Regions from separate parts of the Mus musculus genome. Here region 1 is linked to region 2. The links are chromatin contacts, called in public HiChIP or PLAC-seq maps. All regions are on one chromosome and are shown on one strand. The core of a region is the stretch at or near the end of the contact, and the rest is flanking DNA. Distances in the headings are between cores, read along the strand shown.

What was found. HiChIP or PLAC-seq counts read pairs in DNA pulled down with a chosen protein or histone mark.
Region 1: an H3K27ac HiChIP or PLAC-seq map of double positive thymocytes shows a contact between it and region 2, with 8 times the contacts expected there. The contact joins the promoter of Gpr82 here to the enhancer-like site in region 2. A contact is called at or near these places in 9 of 39 promoter capture datasets (the C10 cell line, the HPC-7 cell line, embryonic stem cells and 5 more), 20 of 484 Hi-C or Micro-C datasets (the Ba/F3 cell line, CD4 T cells, the G1E-ER4 cell line and 9 more), 6 of 115 datasets of contacts at active chromatin or transcription factors (CD8 T cells, acute myeloid leukemia, double positive thymocytes and 3 more) and 2 of 9 other capture datasets (adipose tissue and macrophages).

Annotation. Positions count from the first base shown.
Region 1 is chrX:13,659,476-13,664,650 of GRCm38.p6, forward strand. Gpr82 (G protein-coupled receptor 82) reads left to right here and starts at 1,888. Exons shown (of 4, transcript NM_175669.3): 1 at 1,888-1,968; 2 at 2,853-2,943. The region is part of intron 5 of Cask (calcium/calmodulin-dependent serine protein kinase (MAGUK family)); the gene reads right to left.
Region 2 is chrX:13,488,236-13,493,575 of GRCm38.p6, forward strand. It overlaps Nyx (nyctalopin), which reads left to right. Exons shown (of 4, transcript NM_173415.5): 4 at 1-1,086. It also overlaps the pseudogene Gm14506. Among named protein-coding and RNA genes, the nearest start is that of Nyx, 30 kb to the left of the region's middle. Within about 2 kb of position 2,921, at least 5 of the 459 cell types and tissues checked have an H3K27ac peak or open chromatin away from gene starts, as enhancers often do.

The DNA.
Region 1 (5,175 bases), core at 638-3,137, 170 kb after region 2:
TTTGTCATTTGCTTCTTGAGTTGGCATATTAAGATGGGTGGCCAAGGCCAGCCTGTTAGGGTTGCTGGAGAAAGCGCTTTTATCCTAAAACTCTAGTTACACTTGGGTCTTCCACGACTACAGATTCTTGTAGTAGAATGTGAGGACCTGAGAGCAGTAGCACTGGAAACAAGGCTATGGCCAGATACCACATCCTAAAGAGAACAGAAGGTTCACTGAACTTGAACAAACCACAGCTTTGAGTAACAGGACTGCACTGCACATCTAAAGCTAACTGGCTTGTGTAAGCATTGAACTGATGAACAAGGCTTACTGTGGTCCCCTTTGAGGGAAATTAAGAATGGTGTTCTAATATGCACACATTTAGACACGTGTTCTTGTCTTGCACAATAGCTTCCCTCTCAATGCCCTGAGCTACTGATTGGTCAGATGGACAAATTTTAAACTGTCCAGTTGTAGCCAATTTAGATATTAGCTTGGAGAGCCAAAAAGTAAGTTCCCATTTGAAACACACAAGTTCAGATAAGTCTAAGGTATCTCATGTCCTCCTGCTTTTGGTTTTGAGGGAAACTGGTAAGTGACCCTCAAACCCACCCCTCAAAGTTGATAGAGGTAGTAACAACAGCTCACCATGGGCTGCAAAACTGAATGAGCTTTCCTTTTGGATCACTCTTACTAAAATACTCCAAAGGAATTCCAGGGGCCAGATTTAAAACCATCACCTGAGGCAGATCAGAAGGATCAGAAGAGTATGTACTGGAGAGTGCTTGGGCAGATGATCTGAGAAGTAATCAGATAAGGAGATTTACATGTGGACAAAGGAAACCGCACTCTGAAGAGGAGAAAGATGAGAACACAAAGAGCCAGAGAAAATTTGTGATCCCGAAGTCCAAAGGGGCACACTATGTCCTAGAGAACTTGCAACTTGGTTTGATATTCTTGAAATAGCTCCATGACAAGGAATATTTTTGTTAGCTTAGTATTTCCTGCCATTACTTTTTTCTACTACTGGAGAGTATTGTTTACTGTCTTAGAAAATCTTTTATAGTATTTACCTAGTCGTCTCACTTGAGTCGTTTCTTCCCCGAGCCTCATTTTCCACCACCATCTATCACACATTCTCTGTTCTTCCCTTTCAGTTCTTTTAATGAACCATTGTGATTTACCAACTCACTAAGTTTTTATTTCTCAGACACATCACATCTACATCTTCCTTGGATTTGAAGACACTCTAGTTTGTGGTTAGCATTATACTTCTGGGACCTCCATGTGCTACTAGAAATGTAGTAGAAACTCCAATAAATATTTGAGTGAACTGTACTGTTTAAGGAAAATGTATGATAGTGAAATCCAAAATGGTCTGAGAATGGAGCAATGGCCACCATTTTAAGGAATTGTCCATCTTGGGGAACTCAGGTCTAGGAAAGGGCTTGCCGGCTATGCAAACATCCTGGAGATGGGCCACAATGAACACACAGTGGGACAGTAGGGAGAAATTATGTGCCTTCCCCTTTCCTTCTCCAGAAGTTACCTTTGTGCTAAAGAAGAGCTCACCTAAATGACAAAAATGTTAATTGCCAAACAATTTGTGGATTTATTGGCACCCCCACCTCCAACTCCTGGTGACTTTCTGATAACATCTGAATGTGCAGCTCTCCTTGTTCTTTTAATCCCCTGCATCAGTTAACACAAAGCATACAAATTGCTGTGGAGGTTAACTTGTAGATAACTAATGTGTTTGTAGCTATTTTCAGAAGGTCAAGGTTGATTACAGTTCTAGCCAGAGGCGGGCAGGGGAATGGGCACAGAGCCTCCTGCCCATCGTTCGACTGTATAACCCAGGCTTTCCTACCCTTCTTATAACCCAATTCTCCAAGACAGAGCTTTGCTGATGGTTGCCCTCTCCAGCTTCTCAGGATCAATCTTTGAGTAAGCCCAACTTCTCATCATCTACGTACTAGACGAGTGGTAAGCAAATGAGGTGGACTTGGGTTTGGAAACAAGAATTGGCAGAACTGGGCTGGGGATGCAGGTTGCTCAGTGGTCAGTGCTAAATGCACATTTAGCCTTCGGTTATGGTCAGTTCAGACTACATGCTATAACTATTAATTTGTTTTGAAACACATTTGCTACCTCCAAAATCCATCATAAAATGTTCTAACTCATGTACTCATTATTACAACTCCAAATGGAGGTAGAACATGCCAATTAGAAGTAGAGAAAAGTTGTTTATTAGTAACCAAACTGGGTTCTAGTCCCTATATATACTCTGAGCACACAGAGAGCAAGCATCTCTGGGCATCAGTTTTTTTCAATCTTAAAACAGCAGAGACCACTGATGAGCATGAATTTTAATCCAGCCTAGTGATATTTGATTTGAGCAAGCCGGTATAAATAAGAAAACTTCAAGTTTTGTTTTGTTCTACTCTTAGAAAAGATGGATTGCAAAGAAGCTGTTCACAAATGATTTTGTAGTGAAGTTTAGAGACAAATTTATGTTGGTATTTTATTGAGTTACTGGAAAGAAGTTCCTTTTACTATGCTCACAGAAAAATAATTAGCTATGTGTGATTAAACCTTAGAAATGCAACTTCAGCCAATCACAACAATAAAGCTAACTACTTCATGAAATCATCATAAGTATACTACATATATATTTATTTATACAGTACATATTTATACTAAATATATGTATTACCCACTAACTTCCTCCCACTAAAGAAATAGAGAAATGAGGGTTGTGTTTGTTTTTTTTTTTTTAAGGAGGTACTGGTTATATTTACTGTAACTGTTGACTTTCTTCAACAATCTAATTTCCCTTTTTCTCCCCACTGTACTTGGTGTCATGCAAGACTCTACTCATACTGATTAAGGATACTGGAAGAGTGAAGATCAGAGAACTGTGAGTGTGAAACAGTCAATGAGCATAAGCTACTCAGACAGGTAAGGATGATTTTTGGGGGGGGGCTCAGTTTTAGCTTAAAGGTTAACTTTGTAAGTGTCTAAAAGGACTAAACTATTTGAATTGTGAAATCTGATCATTAAATAAGGTAGTCAGCTCAAGAAGTGTTTAAATAGCCACAAGTAACTGCTAGAGTTGTACAAGTTTTCTCATTTGTCAAATTAGCACAGTGTGTACACAGACATTCTGCTGAGGAGAATGTACACTTGGAGAGATATCCTTGGAAGCAATTCTGTAAGACTCACTTTTATTTGCCTTCTCAAGTTTAATTGCATTTTACAAATTTTTAAAACTAAATTTCTAGTAGCTTTTGAATCAAAGGCTGTTACTGAATGGGGCATGAATTTGGGAAGCTGAAGATGGGGAGTGAGTTGTTATTTGTTTTATAGAGACTCACCATCACCTAACATCTAAGTAATAGTATTCTGCTCTTCTTTCATTAGGGAATAGTTGCTACTGATATTCATAGAGGAACCTCTGCTGCTTTCAGCATGGAATGCATTATCTCTATGAGGCAGAGGCTACTGGAAGCTTTGCATAAAAGAAGCTTCATCTCTTAAAAAAAGCTTTGGCCCTTCAGTAAAACCAACATTTCTTTTGAACAGAAGGGGACCTTTCTTTCTTCCTGTCCTGTCCTGTCCTGTCCTGTCCTGTCCTTTCCTTTCCTTTCCTTTCCTTTCCTTTCCTTTCCTTTCCTTTCCTTTCCTTTCCTTTCCTTTCCTCCCCTCCCCTCCTCTTTTCCTTCCTTCCTTCCTTCCTTCCTTCCTTCCTTTCTTTCTTTCTTTCTTTCTTTCTTTCTTTCTTTCTTTCTTTCTTTCTTTCTTTCTTTCTTTCTTTCTTTCTTTCTTTCTTTCTTTGAGGCAGGGTTTCTCTGTGTAGCTCTGGCTGTTTTGGAACTCACACTGTAGACCAGGCTGGCCTTGAACTCAGAAATCCGCCTGCCTCTGCCTCCCGAGTGCTGGGATTAAAGGGTGCACCACCACATCCCGGCTGGGGATTTTTCTTAATAAGTGAACTGGTTCATTTCAATTGTTATTTGCCTAATTTTGAAATCAGCAAGGTTACAGATTAAGGTTTGATATTAAGAGTATCTACAACTCCTATCCATAAAGGCACTCTGAAACATATGATGCAGTTTCTGAATAAAAATTGTAAAGAAATAAAGTGAAGATAGTGGCAGACCTTGATAAAGGGTCTCAGTACTTGAATGCAGAAAATTTTTAAGTATTTAGGTAAGAGATTGGCTTAAAAGTTGTTTCAGAATGATAATGTATTATGAAATGATCCTCATTTTTAATAAAATCCAATGTAATTTTAAAGCAATTCAAGATGCAGAAAATAATAAGACCAAGATGCTGAAGTGGGGTAGAGAATACAATCCTGAAAGGGCAGAGATCAGAAGATGCTCTGTGGAAAAACCTTTTTATGTTCATCATCAAAAGAGAGAAGATGGTTAACAAAAGATTAAGAAACTCTCCTATAAATCATAAAAGTGTGCAAAATATGGTGCCCCAAAAGTCAATGGTGAAAATAGAGAAATCATGTGCCTTTAAAAATCAATAAATATAATTTATTAAGTTGGTAATTATAACTGCAACTTTGGAAGATAGAAATCAGGATTGTTGTTTGACCAGAACCTAGTAACTTTTCTGTTATTCTCACCTGAAAAAAAGTAAGTAAGGTGAAAAAGAAGAGAGCTTGACTGGGATTTCTCACTTATTCACAGGGAAGACTTAAAAGGAAACACCAGAGCTGGAGAGGTGCCTAGGTAGTTAAGAGCCCTGGTTGGTCTTTCAGAGAAGCCAAGGTTAAGTGAATCTCAGCAGCCATTCAGGAATTCACAACTGTCTGTAACTCTAGTCCCAAGGAAGCTGATACTCTCTTCTGAAGTCTGCAGGCATTGATGCACACAATGCATGGGCATACATGCAAGCAAAACACTCAGGCACATAAAATAAAAATACATTTTTAAGAAAGTAAAACCCACGCCTGCATTTATGCTGGGTTGGAAACCTATATCAAATAAACAAACCCTGGAAAACCACAGATATTAGAGGACACGTTAGGGTACTCTAGCCATCAAGCATACCAAGTATAATTTTGACACATAATGTAATTTATTGAAGTGTGAGAGTTTAGCATTATTTGGAATGGGAGATTACTGATGACCTTGTAATGACCATAGGTTCTGGAGTTTATCTTTATTCAGGATC
Region 2 (5,340 bases), core at 1,671-4,170:
ATGATACTTCTTCCACACACCCCCCCTTTTATCCCCAGGGACTTGGGGACAACAAGGTTCAGGAAGGTAGACAGGGCATTAGAAAAAGGGCATGGGAAAAAGACTTAGATCCAAGACAGGCAGTTGTTGCTGAGGTCTGAGGTGTGCGTTTAGAGGCATTTCAAACCAGTTTCATTTATTTTATGCCACAATTGATCCCTCAGTATAGGCACTGTCAGAATTATATTAATGTGTGTGTTTGTGGGCCACATTTATAAAACGCTAAAGTTAAAGTTAAACCAGTTTCTCTAAGCCTTTTCAGAGTCTTTCAAATGCTATTGTGAGTTTCCAATGTATTGTGAATATCCAAGGAAGCACATAATCCTCTTTTCTTAGTATCTCTTTTCGTGGGAAGAGTGTCTGTTCCCACAACATGCTCTGTCAGCAGCGCAGAGCATCTCCAGCTGGGATGGTTCTATCAGGGATGGAAGTTATTGTGAGCTGCTTGAATGGAGACTAACAGCCAGGAGAGTAGAAATCAAAGACCTGTGTGTGAAGGGGACTCAGATTCCCCAGGGTATTCCCACTGTATTCCCAAGGACAAAGCTCTACCAGCATCCATGTGAACGTTCATGGAGTTCTGAGTGTGGAGTGTGTGATGCCCAGTCCCACTCAGGGCCCCTGACACACCAGCTTTTCTCGTGGTCATGTGGAAAAGAGCAGAGGTTTTGTCAGCTTCAGAATCCGCAGCTCTTTAGGTCTTGGCCATGAGGGTAACTGTTGGCAGGTTGCCTCTTAAATGTTGTCTCCTGGGCTGGGGGTTGTGGGTCAGTTTTATAGTGCTTGCCTAAAATGGGAGAGGCCCTGGCTTCTATACTCATGACTGAAGAAAACAAAAAACTAGCCAGGCACCCTCTCATTGTTGGCAGCAGAACCAGCCTGAGCTGATTGCAGAAGTTGCAGGTTCCTAACGGGCCATCAGGTGATCAGGCCAATAAACATGCCACGTGTCTGCAAAGGAGATGCTTGGTAAGCCTCAACACTGTGAGCAGTGACAGCTCTATTTGTCAATGTCCTGGAAATAAATGTACAGTTTTCATGCTCTGAGTTCCTTTCTTTGTCTATAGAGAGGTGAGTTTTCAAAACCCGCACACATTAGCCTAGGCCAAGATGTCAGTGGCAACAATACTTTTTAAAAAATATGATTATTTTTATTCTTTGATAATTTCATCATTCTTTGTATGTGTTTGTGTGTGACAGGTTCTCACTCTATAGCTGGCCTTTAATTTTCTAACATGACCCTACTCACTCAGCCTCCCAGTTGCTGGGATTACAATGGTTTCTAGTGTGTACACACACACAATTAGAAATAATCTTTAAAAGCAAATACAAAGCATGAAGGGTCTAAGGATGTAGCTCAGTGATACCGTATATCGTGTACAAGGTTCTGCGTTCTATCCTCAGCACACAACCATACAAAAAACCCCAAATCCATGATCAACACTGTGTTGTGTAATCTGTAATTTTTGCATGTGCTTTTTCAAATTGTGTGTATCTGTGTGTATATGTTGCTATAATTTATATTTAATGGCAGTGTTATAGTTTAAAACTGTGAAAGCTGCTGGTCTGGAGTATGGTCTTGTTTTGGTTTAGCTTTTAAAATTGCATATTGTAGAGACACTCTCATGCCTGTGGTATGACATGGGTGGAGGTCAGAGGATAGCTGTGAAAGTCTGTTCTCTCCTTCAACCATGTGGGTGCTAGAGATTAGATTGAATGTACATGGTCAGGCTTGGTGGCAAACATCTTTACCTGCTGAGCCGTCTCACTTGCTCTTGAGCATGTATAGGGTTCTTTTTTTGGGGGGGGGGAACCCTTTAATGATTTTACTATCACTTACTCATTCTTTTGAAGTGTAAAGTGTCTTAACTGGATTATGATTACAGATCTTTTTTTTTTCACCGACCCACCCCTACAGATCATTTTTAATATACCATTGCTACTATATTAAAATTATACTATTTATATCTAATATTCAAAGAAATTTACTAGTGAATGCTACAATAGGCATCAGTCTGACATGCTTATTATTTGATCCCATAGGTATAATTATAGGTCATGATAAGAGTCTATTCTGTCTCACCAAATCAGGAACACTGCATTTACAGAACAAATAAACACACATAGTGCAGACACCCAAGGATCATGCTAGCTCTTCAATTAGCTGGCGCAGCTCATACATGAATCCTCACTGTGTGAGCAAAAGTCAGATCCAAATCTTCATCAGAAGGTGCTAGTGGAAGTTGTCAGACACCTTCCAATGTAGGTCCCCAAGCCAATGGCCAGCAGATGAGACAGTAGCAGAGATGGAAGGAAAACCTTCAGAAATTCTGCTGAGAAAATTCCCCCTTTCTTCATAACGCTTGTGTTTCTCATGCTGAGAGTAGCTGTGCGCTTCAGGTGTTTAAAAAGCAACTCCTTGGGGGGAATATTTTCTGCCGACTTGACTAATCCCATATCCAATCTGACTCTTTCTTCAAGATACTTTCAACTTCTCTTCTCTCAATATAATCTTTCTCGGAGTGCTGTTTTTCTCACCAAAGCTGTGGGTGTCTATTTCAGCTCTGTTGGTATCTTGTGGTGTCTGGGAGTGAGGTGGGCTGTCACAGTGAGAACTCTTGCAGTTACTTTGTCCAGATTCATGCTGGGCATCCAGCAGTATATTTTTCCCCCATGTCACCATTATAAATAGAGACGGAGGCTGGAATGCTGCTCCCATTCCCATTGCTGAAGTGCAGTTCTACCTAGGAGTCCTGAAGGTTCTTCTCCCAGCTCTGTAACTTGGTGGCTCGCCAAAGGAGCCTGAGCCCAACTGTGACAGGCCTGGGAGGCAGGCAGTCATTGAGAGGTTGCAGGGCAGCCTGCACCGCTCAGCTCTGGATGTATGCTTTTAGACAAAGTTTACTTTGGGGGCTGGAGAGAGATGGCTGAGTGGCTAAGGGTGCTTGCTGTGGAAGCATGAGGACCTGAGCTCTGATCCTCAGAACTCTTGTGAAATGCTGTGCACAGTAAATGAGCATGCCTATAATCCCAGTGCTGTTGAGGGGATGGGGACAAGAGGATTGCTGGCACTGTCTCTCTCCCTATTGTATTATTTCTTACTAATAGTTTAAATTTGACTCTCCCCTTAAGTACTTTAATGTGTGTTACCTAAGAATGAAGCTATTCTCTTATCAATACCATTATTGAAAATCAGGGTATCTATAACTGTTAAAATACTATTATTTAAAATATACTCTTTGGGGGCTGGAGATTGAGCCATGCCTAACATGCACAAACCTTGGGTTTGGTTTGATCCCCAGCACTGCATAAACCAGGCATGGTAGCATATGACTGTAAGCACTCCCTGCACTGGGAAGATGGAAAGCAGGAAGATCAGAAGTTCAGTGGAATGCTCAGTGGTATAGCCAGTTCTTGGCCAGCTGGGCTACATGAGACCTTGTCAAAAAATACAAACAAAAACGTTCTGGTCTAGGAGTGTGGCCTAGTGGTAGAATTGCCTAGCATATATAAGGCCCTGGGTTTCATCTCCAGAACCAGACACACATTTTTAAAAAGTTAAAAAAAATATACTGTTGAAATATCAATGACTGTGAACTATTTGTTTTTAAAGTAGCCATTTTCCTAGTGGTAGAAAATTAAATTCCTAAATCTTGACTTGTCTTCATTTAGTCACAGTGCTCATAACTCTAAGCCTGTTCATTGACTTTAATGTTTCAGAGCAAACTGATTCTTTGAATGTCTTCCTTTCCAAACGTGAGAATCTGATGAAGTCAGAAATGTTATTTGCTCAACTGTGCATTGTGGCCATGGAGACTGAGTAAAGACCACTAGAGTCCCCTTGGGCAGGTCTCTGTGTTTGGGTAGCTATGGAAGTCCACAGCAGACACACAGCCTAGGTTCCTGGGGAATGAGGTGTTGCCTTGAGAGTAATGTCCTTTCATTTGGAATAGCCTCAAAACTTTGCTCTAGTTCTGCCTAGGTTAGGTGGCCAGTTTTAAATGAGTATTTATTTTGATGCATTTTTGAACAAATATCAACATTAAAATAGCCTCCTGGGAGACAGAGTTTTGCAGACATACCTACTCCAATAGAATTCTGGGAATGTGGGAGCTACTTATTGCCAAATAGACCCAGAGATGCCTGAATGGTAGCCTTTATAAACTCTTGGAAGATCAGAAAGTGAACCTTCCTCATTAGGAATCCATTAAAACCTGTCCTGTGTGGATGAAGCCCTTAGTGAACATGTGCTATTGACACTAGCACAGCCATGTCAAGGACCCCAAGGCGGACCCCCCTCCCCAAGTGAGGCTCAGAGGGATGGCAAGGCCTTTCTCAGGGGTCTGAGTGTGAATGTTGGCAGTGTGTGCAGAAAATGTCCACCATAGCCTCTTCTACCACCCAAACATTTACAGCCTGAAAACTGCTCCCCTACAAAGACTGCCCCTACTGAGATTAGCTATACCTGTCCCCTTGATCTGTATACTGTATCCAATAACCCGCCTCTCTGTTCAACTCTCTATAATAAATATGCCCAGCTTCTCCAGGTGTGTGTCATTTCTTCATTCCCTCACCACCCTATTCAGGTTAATTGCTGGAGCCATGTAAAGGGGCTGCACTCCCCTCAATCACTGGCTAGTTATCACTTTGATAAATGTTAACTAGGTACCATAGGTTCTGCTAAGCAAAACTGTATGTAGCAGTCAGGATGGGACACATTCTGCTGCAGTGACAAACAGCCCCTGGGGGAAAAAAAATCACCATCTTACTGTAGTATATTTCTTGCTTATGGTATATAGCCAATGAAGGCTTATTAGGGGAGTCAGTGTGGTACTTCCTCCTTGTAACTACTCAGACTCAAGTATGGTTACCAAAATACAAAGCTTCAACATTCCAAGCCACAGGGAAAGGGAAGTTGGTAGAATTAAGCATTCTTTTTAAATGTTTCCACACAGCTGTCCTGTGTTGATGTTGTGTGACAGACTTTCTGGGTAGATGCAACACACACAGGTCTACTCAACCCAGATAGGGAGCCCACAACACAGCTAAGTGCAGATATCACCAAAGTCCAACTTGGTGAACCTATGAGTTTGATTGGTGTCACTTATAGGAATACGGGTAAGGGGTTACTTATAGGAGCAGAAATAACTCAACAACAGCTGCATCACCAAATCCTACCCCAGCATTGTGACAGCTCATAAAAGTTGGAAACCTGCAGGCAACTCAACAGGTTGGAGGGTGTCCTTTCCAAGTGGCTCACTTTGTCGGAGCCTCTTCCAGGACCTGGGCTTGTCTATCTCT